Linked DNA regions of Mus musculus: region 2 is linked to region 1. The links are chromatin contacts, called in public HiChIP or PLAC-seq maps. All regions are on one chromosome and are shown on one strand. The core of a region is the stretch at or near the end of the contact, and the rest is flanking DNA. Distances in the headings are between cores, read along the strand shown. Region 1 has its middle 54 kb from the start of 4930401O12Rik. Region 2 overlaps G630018N14Rik (a long non-coding RNA gene).

The links. HiChIP or PLAC-seq counts read pairs in DNA pulled down with a chosen protein or histone mark.
Region 2: a contact with region 1 is called in an HNF4G HiChIP or PLAC-seq map of pancreatic cancer cells. The contact joins two enhancer-like sites. A contact is called at or near these places in 1 of 15 datasets of contacts at CTCF or cohesin (the NIH/3T3 cell line) and 1 of 115 datasets of contacts at active chromatin or transcription factors (pancreatic cancer cells).

Annotation. Positions count from the first base shown.
Region 1 is chr13:31,184,331-31,190,519 of GRCm38.p6, reverse strand. No RefSeq gene overlaps it. Among named protein-coding and RNA genes, the nearest start is that of 4930401O12Rik, 54 kb to the left of the region's middle. Within about 2 kb of position 3,134, at least 20 of the 459 cell types and tissues checked have an H3K27ac peak or open chromatin away from gene starts, as enhancers often do. A contact at or near this core is called in pancreatic cancer cells, where this site is marked.
Region 2 is chr13:31,324,194-31,330,424 of GRCm38.p6, reverse strand. The region is part of intron 9 of G630018N14Rik (a long non-coding RNA gene); the gene reads left to right. Among named protein-coding and RNA genes, the nearest start is that of G630018N14Rik, 82 kb to the left of the region's middle. Within about 2 kb of position 2,529, at least 43 of the 459 cell types and tissues checked have an H3K27ac peak or open chromatin away from gene starts, as enhancers often do. A contact at or near this core is called in pancreatic cancer cells, where this site is marked.

The sequences.
Region 1 (6,189 bases), core at 1,885-4,384:
CTGGAGTTCTTTAGATTCTGAGCTATGCCATTTGGTTTGGGATAATTGTGAGAAACAGCTATTATCTATGGGCTGTGGACACAGAAAACGTAGATGTTGGTGGCATCGATACTTCAGAGCTCAGAGAGCCAGCTCTGCAGAGCTGGAGCTCAGAGAGATGTGGGAGGATGACACTTGGGTTATGCTCTTGCCTCTGAGGAGACATGACAAAGCAATTCGAGGAACCCAGAAGAAAAGGAAAAAGGAAGCAAGCAAGTGCTCATCAGGGCTCTGGGGTGTAGTAACCAAAAGGAGCAGCTTGCCCCAGAGTCTGATCTCCCAAAGTCACCTTCCCCTTTGAGACTCTCAGCTTCCTTTCCGTACCTCTAGCTATCACACTCTGGCTAGGAGCTTTCAGGCAAAGGAAAACAATCCCAAAGTCCATTGTTATGATGCAAAGCACACAAGGGAGGATTAAAAAAGAAAGCCAAGCAAGCAAGCAAACAAACAAACAAAAACAAGGACTATGAGTGTAGCCCAGTGGTCAAGAGCTTGCTAGGAATGTATGAAGCTTTGCATTATATCTCTAGCATCAGAAAGGAAAGGCATGAAATGCCTGTGGCCCAACCTGCCATTTTTTCTCCCTTCTTCTGCTCTGGGTCTGACTGAAGTCAACTACTTAGTCTTCTGTGCATTAGGGACAAATGGCTTGGACCCAGACTAGTGTAGACAAAAGAACATGGTTTTTGCCACTCTGACTCTTGCTTTGATATTTCCCATGGGCAGCTCCCTTCCTTCCTCCTTGCACAGATACTGATGATGCCACCACATATAGGGCTCAAGCCTTCTCATGAACCCCATCAAATGTGTTGGAGGCTATAGAAATATTGAGTCTCTCTTATCATAGCTTAAAGCAACCTATCCTAACATGCACAGTGGGAACTAAATAGGACTTTGCTGTGCTATTCAGTCAGGTGCTGATAGATTTTTATTTCTTTGGAGAATCTTACTCACAGTGCTGCTTATGAATGATTCAAAGTGCATATTCTTGCTTTAGAACTTTCATTTTCTTTTATAACAGATGGTTTGCAAACCATGCAACAATATCCATTCTTTCAAGTGTGACAGAGGGGATGACTGTACCCAGCTCTCCTGACTCAGAGTCAAATGCACTTGAAGCAAGATCCCTATAAGTTACCCTAGTTCCCATGGACGTTTCCTTCTCTGGCTGTCTTCCAGGGTGCCTGCCTCTTTGTGGTGAGTGTGGGTGAAAGGGTGAAGGGAAAAGCAAAAGGCTCACAAGAAGTTCTAACAAAGACAGAGAGCTTAAAGGAAAGAGAAAGATTTTGTTGTTGAATTGACAGTTCCTGGGTACTGAAGATAATACAGGAGTTCTTTTCATTGACTGTCATACATACATAGAAAACTACTGATAATCACGAATTTTAAAAACTAAAACTGAAAAAGATTAGAAAACATGGTACGTGCTGCACTTACTGCTTTTTATTGTCGGTGTTGGTGGTGGGTTTTTCACTCAGCAATGTTTTCTTCTTGTTGTGAATGCTCTGATCATGGTGTTTCATAGGAACTGAATAGGTCAATGCAAAGGTGAATTTGGCTTATGATTCTTGGTCTACCTCATTCACTTGAGCTTGTGTGGTCACAGATCTAAAGATGTTTGGTGCTTCCTGCCAAATTGTGCAATTGAGGATAGCATGAGGGTTTCAGGGAGTCTGGATGACTTGCAATACTACATCCTCTAGGAGGCTAACTTCAGGAGAAAGCGAATAAAGCCAGTTCTGAAAGCTGGATTGCTAGAAGTGGAAATTTTTCTACTTCTCAAAATGAAGAGCAGTGAAGCTGGAAAGATGACTAGCTATTAAAAGAACTGTCTGCTTTTCCAGGGTTTGAGTCCCAGAACCCACACAGTAGAGGGCCACTGTTTGTAACTACAGGTCCAGCGAATTTGATTCCCTCTTCTGGCCTCCACGAGTACTGCACACAGGTGGTATGCATAGACATATCACCAAGGCGTACACATAAAGTAAAAATAAATAACTCTCTTTTTTAATTTTTAAAAGGAAGATCACTGCCTTCATGGTGAACTTACCAGCTCCTCATTGGCACTGCTAACCACTCATATAGCTGCAGAGGTCACCTGGGACACTCACAGGGTGGCTGAGCACAGTCAGCATGAACTGAGCTAAGGATTGATACTAGTTAGATGAGATGGAAAAATAGGTTTATTCCAGTTCCATCAGAAGCAAACATACAATGATAACACATTTCAGAAAGTCATCTGGGAGAAGGGGGTGCTATTCCACTCTCAAGCATAGTCCGTTCAAAGCCTGTTTAAACATTTTCCTTGCTCCCATGGACAATAAGAATTTCCCCCCAGAAACTAATGCAATCACTTTGTACTGGAGAAGGCTAAACGTCTAGGAAATGTTCTAATAGTCTGTTATGTTAATCTACACTATTGAGGTGGATTTCTGTTAATCATCTGTGTGGGCAGAACTGTGTTCCAAGTTTCCATGTCATGTGAAGAGGTTTTGATACAAGGCCTTTGGGAGTAACTTGTACAGATGAAGAGATGACAGTATAGTCTTCCCAGTGGGATGGATTAGCATCTTTCTATGATACCAGAGAGAATTTGCTCATGTTATTTTCCTCCCTTATTCTTCCTTCCCTCTCTTCTTGCCCTTATGAGTTTTCATTAAAAAGGAGCTCAAATGTAACTCCAAGGACAGAAACCCCACGAGGACCTGACCCTGCCAACATCTCCATGTTGGGAATTCAGCCTCCAAAACTGTTGGTGTAAGCAAGTGTCTGTGTATTGTTCTGTTATAGCTGTCTCAGTGACTAGACAGTCATATGTAGGGATATGTGTCTAACATATAGGCATAAGTACTGGCGCCTACACATAGCATATAGACATAATAGACAGACTGACAGCCACAGACATAGAGCTAGAACTCAAACTAAGGCCCCTTTGCTCATTTTAAATGTTCCTGTGGAATAAAGAGACTTATAAATCCAAAGCAGGAAATTCTCTGTCCATTCTGGAAAAAAAAAATAGAACAGGGAGTGGCCCAACAATAATACCTTTTCTTTGCCCTCCTAGGGTGTGGGCTGACGTTTGATTTGATTAGGAAACACCCACAAGGAAAGGGTAAACGGTTGAGTAGGTCAACACAATCTTACTTCCTCTCCTTATATAAACTCATTAGCAACATCATTGATTATAGTCATTGCTTACAGTCCTGGATCCCATTTCCTTTTCTGCCCCTGTAGGATAGAGCACTGAGTACAAGGCTGAACTCTGCTCACCAGCTCATCACTTAGAAACGTACAGAATTCTCCCATCATGATCCCTTGGGCTTGTTTGTATCTGTAGTCTGTAAGCAGAAGGCCTGAGAGCCCATGGGCAGTCTTGCTGTATCATCTCATCCTCTGGCCCCCATACAGCTGCCCTTTTGCCTCAAAGTCTCCATTCTTCTCCTCTTCAATGATTCATGTCACACCCTTCTTTTACTGTGAGTAATCTCAATAGGACTGCAGTTATTTTCATCCCTAATAACTTTATGGTGTTTACATAACCTTGCTTTGATACTGCTATTGACTTTGGAGTTGTAATTACTGCTACTAATTGAGAAAACTAGATGACAGATTGAGGCAAATGGACCAACCACTATGTAGGAAATATGCAACGGCCGTCATTAGAAACCAAATGGTACAGAACAATTTTAATTAGACGTGACTAACATCAGCTGCCTCCACTCTCGGGTTATTTTGGCCAGGAGCTCAAAAGGAAGGCAAGTCACATTGTCACATTACCTTGTTTGATCCTGAGCAGGGAGAGATTGTCACAGAGCTCACTGTTCTTTCTCTCTCTCTGTCTCTCTGTCTCTCTGTCTCTCTCTCTGTCTCTGTCTCTCTCTCTCTGTCTCTCTGTCTCTCTCTCTCTCTCTCTCTCTCTCTCTCTGTGTGTGTGTGTGTGTGTGTGTGTGTTATTTTGACTTTAATTTAGAATTAAGCAATGGGACATCTTCTGCTTGTATGAAGAAGTCATTCCAAACAGCTTTGAACCAACCACACAGGAAGGTAAATATCATCACTGAAAGCCTTGGGACTCCCGGGAGAGCTACTCACCTGTCTCACTGATAAAGGCCAACATTCCCTGAATCAAAAGGAACACAGAGGAGGTGTGTTCCAGGCTCTCTCTCTTCCTCTGAGATAGGATTTGCCTTAAAGACTCCATACAATGAGTAAGTGTGGCTGAGTGCCCACTAAAAGACAGTGACCGTTTCAAAGCTTTGTTTTGGAAGTAATTCTCAAAGTCAAGTATAGAAAGCAAGCCAGTGCTAAGAGGTCCCAGCATCAACTTCCATCAGAGCCTAATATTCTTAATATTCTTTCTTCAGCCATTCATCTCTGAATGGTTATATTCAGCAACAGGTACCAGCTCTCTCTCTCTCTCTCTCTCTCTCTCTCTCTCTCTCTCTCTCTCTCTCTCTCTCTCTCTCTCTGGACTTGTCTATGGTCTGTACCCCAAGTCCTTCCTCACAGTATTCCCTGAGCAGCATTCTGCTGAGTATCCACCCCTGGGTCACTGCTCACCCTCCAGACACAGGTGGCAAGAGCCATGAGCCAGCCCTTGCTCCTCCTATTCTTAACATCACTTCTTCAACTCATCAAGGATTAAGATGGCTTTCTGTACTGGCTCTTGCTTGGCTTCTAAATTTTTAGAGCTTTGGAGTATTGTGCTCTGTCTGGTCTTTCCATTCCTGTCAACACCTTCTAAGATGTGACATGCCTCCCTGGTCTCCTGGAGTTTCTGGAATAACCCACTTGCTTGTCCTGCTTTTTCCAGTCCTCCCTGTGACCACCCTTCTGACAGCTGTTTTCCTGCTGGCTGCACGCTTCAGTAGCTCCCACACTATAATACGTCAACCACAGCTGGGGACTGACCGGACATCTGAAGACACTCCAACCTCAACCCCCTTCATCTGCACATTTTTATCAAACAGAATCACACAAGCCTTGTTCTCCCATGGCAGCGCTGGCTATAGAAGCTGCTGGTAGGTTGGTCGCTGCTAGGAGTACAGAATGTGGGTAGGGACCCTGATCTCAACGCTTTCTGGCTTTGTAGTTCTGAAGTTGGCAAACCGCCGAACTTCTCTGCGAACATTTCATTCATTGTACACGAGAGAGTCATCATAATTTGTATGCAATGCTTGTTGGGTGCTCCAAAAATCAAACATCAATGGATGTGCTGAAAGGAACCATTTTATTGAGTCGCAGGGGAAGAGGCTTAGGCCTTCTGTAGAGTTAGAAAGCCACTGAGCAAAAGTAGCTGCAAGTGAAAGGAAAGGTCAGCATTGAGGTTGATGTGTGAAAGGCCACACTCAGCTGTGGATCTGGAAGAAGACTCCGTCTGTTCAAGCAGAGCTGTGAGGAGGCGTGGCCCTGCAGATGATTTTCCCACATTCATTACAGAGCCAGATCTCACCTGCAAGGGGCTGCATGCAGCCATGCCTGCAATTACTCATGCAAGTATGCCTGCCTGCCTAGAGAGGGGATTCCCCACACTGCAGTGTAGATGTTAACTGTCATCCACACTCAAGTGCTTTGAGAATCTCAGAGACCGAAGGGAGTGCTGTTCCTTCTGGATCCAGCAAAACAGCTGGAATGCCATTGTTGGAATGAGCAGGTAGGGGGTCTGCTGGGTAGGTGGATTATGAGTGGAGGGAGAATTATGGAAGGAGCATGGATAAATGGATGGCATGGAAAGTAAGTGTATTTACTTAAAGCTAGCAGACATGATTACATTCTGTTGATGCTGTTTCCACATTCTTGCCTGCTTTGAGTTCATTGTGAGAATTTAACCCTAGGCTTCCTTTTTACTATGTAAAATGTTTGCAGTATACAGAGACAGTGATCTTGTAGTGAGTCAACTCATCCTGATCCCCCTGAGACTGGCCTTGTCTCATCACAGGATGTGCCTCAGCTCCAGGAACCCCTCAATCCTGGGGAAACTAAACATCGAGCTGGTCTTGTTAGCATCAGAGACTATTTTAAGAATTTGCAGCCTGAACTTCTGTCTGTGTTTAATATCATGTGGTCACCCAAAATTACATCACATAGCTTTGGATGAGGCATGGTTTAAAGTCCAAATTACATTGTGTGATCTATGGTACTCTTGTGGGA
Region 2 (6,231 bases), core at 1,280-3,779, 140 kb before region 1:
CTCTAGTGTGTTCTGTCACTCAGCTCTTGAGAGCAGTGAGGAGATTCTCCTTTGGAAATTATAGGTGCTTCTGGCTGTTTTGAGGAGGGAAAGGGGCTGGTGGTTTCCTGAATCTCATTGTCTGGCATGAACAACCCAAGTTCCCACGTAGCTTATCTCTGTCCATTCTCGATAGGACTAGAGTCAAGATATTTTTCTTTCTTTTCTTTTCCATCTTGTTTATTTGGGTTTCTTGAGACAGCCTCTCACTATGTCCCCCAGACTGGCTTGGAACTTACCATCTTTCTGCCTCTTCTTCTAGGGTGAGACATGGGCCCCTGGTCTTTTCCCTTTCACCTGAATGGTATGCCCTCTATTTACTGGTGGGTAAGAACCGTGGCTTAGACTTGTTATACTTCATTAAGCAAGGTCTGAGAGGGCACTCCTGGGGAATGGGACATTGATACAGTGTGGGCCCCTGCTTTTTCTGGTCAGGATTGGTTTACCCAGCTCAGGTAACAGGATGGAGCTAAGCAGACTCTCTCCTCATTTAAGTCTCCTGGGAAGCAGGCATTGATGAGCCAAGGTGAGTCCATCTTATGTGCTCTCACTTCTGGTTTTAGGACCCAGCATGGAAATAGAGAACAAATCTGGAATCCACTGTGAGCCGTGATCTTAGGCAGTGAGTGATCCTAGGTAGCTGTGGACAGTTTCTTCATCTCTGATGTGAGAGGAGCCGAGATGAGCACCTGCTGGCATCGTGAGGGTTAAATGGCTTTACCTACCTCTCAGGTTTTATATACTGCTCTTTATACGGCACGTGGTCCCAATGCCTGGGTGGGGTTTGCATTCACTTCCATTTTGTCTTTGCTTTGTTGTTTTGGTTGGTTGGTGTGATTCTTATTTTCATTGAATATCCAGATAGTTTAGGTTATATAGTCCGTCATACCCAGTCATTTCTTCTCAGTTTATTACCCCCTTTTAATTTTGCTTTCTTGTTATGTTTTGCTTTGAGACAAGGTCTCATTATGTATCCCTGTCTGGCTTGGGACTTGTTATATGGATCAGTCTGGCCTCGAACTCACAGTGATCTGCCTTGCCTCTGCCCCCTGAGTGCTATAACTAAAGGCAGGTACCACACACTTGGCGATATCCCCTTCACCTCAGCACATGCCTTCCTTCAGATCCCTCTAGAGGGCTAACCATTTCAACTTTATTCAGGTCTTACTTTTTCCAGGGCTTGTCCCTGCTTTAGCACTGTCTGAGGCCCCCTTTTGCCTTCTACTCCTCCACCCTCAGACTCTGTTCCTGGAATTGTTCCAGAGATGCCACACGGTGAAGGTCACGGCCTGTGAACCAAATGCTGTTCACAGGTACATGACTGAAATGCAAGCTAAAATCTGCTGCCAACGCAAACACAGTTAGAAAACTTCCAGCATTCAGTGCTCCTGGCTTCTCCGAAAGGTAATAAAACCTGACCATCCTGGGTCTGTGCCGTGCAAGATGCCAATACGTGGGAGCTCAAAGTTTACCCTGCCTCTTCACAACCCGGGAGCCTCCACCCTACTTCCTGGTGGCCTTTCTGTTGCCTCTGACCTGGATCCAAGAGTCACTGCATCTTGTGGTGTCTACTTTAGAGCAAGTCAACCCAGGAGTCGCAGAGGAAACAGAGCAGCATCTTGTAGTGTGAAGAACCAGCTCCCATTCTGTATTTAACCATCTGTCTTGTCTTTTATCCGGTGGTGCTGAGACGGGGATCCTTGGAGCGAAGTGCAGTGCAGACACTTGATGAGCTTCCGGTCGTCCCTGTTCAATCACGTGGGGCTTTCCAGGATCACTGTGTTGCCGAATGGCATAAGATGAGGTGCCAGATCTCTCTATGAGAGCTTTTTTTTTTTTTTTTTGGTTTTTCAAGACAGGGTTTCTCTGTGTAGCCGTGGCTGTCCTGGAACTCACTCTGTAGACCAGTCTGGCCTCGAACTCAGAAATCTGCCTGCCTCTGCCTCTGCCTCTGCCTCTGCCTCTGCCTCTGCCTCTGCCTCTGCCTCTGCCTCTGCCTCTCTGCCTCTCTGCCTTTCTGCCTCTGCCTCTGCCTCTCTGCCCCTCTGCCTCTCTGCCTCTGCCTCTGCCTCTGCCTCTGCCTCTGCCTCTGCCTCTGCCTCTGCCTCTGCCTCTGCCTCTGCCTCTGCCTCTGCCTCTGCCTCTGCCTCTGCCTCTCTGCCTCTGCCTCTCTGCCTCTGCCTCTCTGCCTCTGCCTCTCTGCCTCTGCCTCTCTGCCTCTGCCTCTCTGCCTCTGCCTCTCTGCCTCTGCCTCTCTGCCTCTCTGCCTCTGCCTCTCTCTGCCTCTGCCTCTGCCTCCCAAGTGCTGGGATTAAAGGCGTGCGCCACCACCGCCCGGCTTCTATGAGAGTTTTTGCTGGTGGTGTTGGCAGTTAGGACACTAACAAGCCAGGACTCTGGGCAAACCTTGCTGCTTTCACCCCAGGAGGAAATGCAAAACAGCACAAAGCACTGACTTTCTCTCTCCCTCTTGCTGCCTTCCCAGCCAATGGAAGAAGGTTCTTCCTACATACTTACTGCCATGCTGGCTTCCACAACAAAGGGCCTCACACACCTATCTGTGGCCCACAGGCTGGCACGGCGCCAGGATAAATAAAGGCCGTGATTTTTCTTATTAATCATAAACACACCGTCTCTCTTTCTATTGTTCTGTAGCCTGGTTCACACCCTATAGAATTGTATTCCGTTCCTACAGCCCTGACATGCCCTAAGCTACAGTTGACATTGATTCAATGGCTCCTAAAAGGTGCTATCTGTTCCCTTGTGTCTACAAGGAGCCCTCTGACTCCTTTGCCACAGTGGTGACTCAGACCTTCGGAGAGCAGGGCACAGCAAGGTCACACGCCACCAGGGAAGGGATTCTGAACTCAGCAAATACACCGTGGTTCGGGGGTGGGGTGGGGTGGGGTGGGGAGGGTGGTTTGGGGTGGGGGGTAGTGGAGTGGTGGGGTGGGCCTGAGTGTCTTCTCTCTTTCTTTGGTGACTAAACTCAGGATACATCTTAGTGGAGAGTCACTCTCGTGTATGAACCCTGCTAGCTTCATCTTGTGTCTACTCCAAGAGGCCCTTTGAAGGGCCCCTTTTGATACAACAGGCTTGAGGCACTCCTGGACTAGCCTACGGTCAGCAAAGCAAAGAATTTTGATGACCGGGTTAAAGAGATCTCACCGGCATAACTCACCAGAAGCACACTACAGGAATGTCCAGTCCAGGCTTGTGTGTGTGTCCCAGGATAGCCCAACACAGATGGGGATGACAGTGCCATGTGTATTATCAAAAGGGTGGACAGCAGCCACCATTTAAGAAAGAAGTCCCGCTGAATGTAGCTTTGTTCAACTAGCCACAAATGTGGGTAGGGAAGAAAATTACAATAACGTAGACGTGTCCAAAGTAAACCCAAAAGGTTGTAAAGTTTTAAAAGTCCACCGAATTGTGCTCACATCTTAATTAGAAAGCAAATGCTGGCACATCTCTTCCGAGGAGTTAAACGGTTTGAATTATGGATGAGACGGATTCCTTCAAGCTGAGCCTCTCATTTGGACACTCATGGAACCGGGCAATGACACAGCCATAAGAAGCTGCAGCTGATCACCAGACACCCCTGTGCTTCTCCCACTTCTGAAACTCGAGTGGGCCCCTGAGATAAGAATGAGAATGTCTGTCTCCTGTCACTTTCATCTGGAGGCCCTGTGATGACGCCTGCATCTTGTTTCTTCCCCCAACAGTGGAGGCCACGTGCCAAGCTGTAAGTACGATGGCCACTCACCCTACATTCAGCTGGGGCAATAAAAGCAATGAGAGTTAATTATGTCAAAATTCGCAGGGTTTATTTGTCAATGGAGTGGGGCCTCCTCCGTTCTGCTCGGCCCTGTCACACACTGAAAGCAGAAAAAACTTTCCCCCTGATAAGTTAGTAATAAATCTTTGACCGATTTTATGGTTACTGCCAAACAGTTCCAAAACCGGAAAATTCTGTTTATTTTAGTTTCAGTAGTCGATGTGGAAAATTACTGGAAGCAATAACTTAATCTAACGAAGTGTTGTCTGTGAGAGGGGGCATGGCTTGTAGATGCTTCCCTGAAGAATCTTCTCTCCCTCTGACTCCTCCCATTTAGGTCTATGCTTTCCCTGCTTTTCATGTCCGCAGAGTGAGAAAAAAATAGATATTTTGGAAACATAGTCATTGTGCTCCCATTTCTTTCTTTTACTTTGTTTAAAAATGCATATCAATGACCAGCAAGATGCGTCAGCAGATCAAAGCGCTGCTCCAACCCCGATCATCTGAGCTTGATGGAAGGATGAGGCCTGAATCCAGAAACTTGCTCTCCTCCCTCCATACTCAGGCTATGGCACCTGCGTGTACCCCCTGACTCCAAATCACAAACACACACACCATACATATACAGACTCAGTGTTAATAATAAATTAAATTAAAATTAAAATATGTGTTTGAAGAGTTCAATGTGGCAATCCAGGCGAGGGAAGTCACAGACCCTGAGACTCACTGGTTGGGCGGCTCAGAAGGGTGAGCAGGAGAGCAGCGTGGGATGCTGAGAAACTGGTAGCACTGGTTGCACACAGGAGCCTGAGAAAATAAGGACATACACTGAATACAGTGGGTCTGGAGGTTTTCTGGACATTGATATGCACCGTGGAGGTCCTCTAAGTTGATGATGAAAGTGGAAACTCATCACCTAGTCTTGGAACCACATCTTTCACTGCTGAGATATACAAATATCAATTGTCTCAGCCCTCAGCAACATGCTGTCCAAGTCTATGGCCTGGAGAGTGGTCTATGGCACCAAGAAGAGGATTCTCGGAGGTTCAGGCAATCATGAAGTTGCCTGAGGACCCTGGAGAGATGGCTGCTTCCAGATGGGGATTAGAATATTCCAAGTCCGGATGGGCATGTTTTTAGCAGAATTTGATGTATTCCAGGAGGGAACACATGGAAAGGACATAGGTACCAAATGAATGGCTTCCGGTGGCCAATGCAGATTGTAGCACATTGACTAAATAACAACCCACATGGCTTGCTGAAGCACCTGAATAAATGAGTATCTATATTACATATACATATACATACATACATACGTGTGGGTATCTATATTATATCTCTATATACATATGTGTGTGTGTGAAGGCCAAAGTTCTCTATAGAAGAATGGCAATGTCAAAAGTTGAAGGAAGTAGAAAATCTCTACTGGGCATCCTGATTATTAATATGTAATTCATTTAGGACCCATTAGCAGGCACTAAAACTAATGTTTGAACAATAGACAAAGGTCGGGGAATTTGCCATTCTTGAAGCATTTCACAAGAGGCTTATCAGAAGCGCAAAAGGGTGTTTACAGTGAAGGGAGACTCCTCAACTCTGGAGTCATGTCACAGCATCACAGGATGGGCACAGAAAGGGCTGCTCCATTTCATCCCTGTGGGACTTCTGCCAAGCATGAATAACCTCAATTCAGTCATGAGAAAGTACCAGGTAAACCCAAATTGCAGGATCCATCATCAGCCATTCTCTTAAAGATGGTAAGGTTGTGAGAGCTAATGAAAGACTGGGGAAGACAGGGATGTGGTGACTGAGGGCAGTGTGTGTGTGTGTGTGTGTGTGTGTGTGTGTGTGTGTGTGTACATGTGCATGTGTGTGTGTGTGTTCAGGTGCACTCATGTGTGTTTGTGTGTATGTGTATGTAAATGTTTATGTGTGTGTGCAAGTGTGTGTATATGTGTTTGTTAGGGTACATGTGTATAAGTGTATGTGTGTATGTGTGTGTGTACACATGTGTGTGTTCAGGTACATGCATGTGTGTTTGTGAATATATATGTATACATACATGTTTGTGTTTATGCACATTTATGTGCAAGTGTGTGTACGTGTGTGTGTCCAGGTGCATGTGTGTGTTTGTGTATGTAGTCAATGCTCTATACTTTCAGTTTCTATATGTTTAGATTCTATAAACCTTATATCAAAAACACACCTTTTATCTGTTTTGAATAAATAGAGTTTAGTTTTGTTGGCATTATTCTCTAAACAATAGGCCGAACAATTGCATGGCATTTACATTTTGTTAGGTATTATATGAGATTCACAGCATTTTATTTAAGGGTCTTGACTGCCTGTGGATTTTGGTATCCTCAGGGATCCTGATACCCATTTTCTACAGACACCAAGGGCTGTCAATAGAT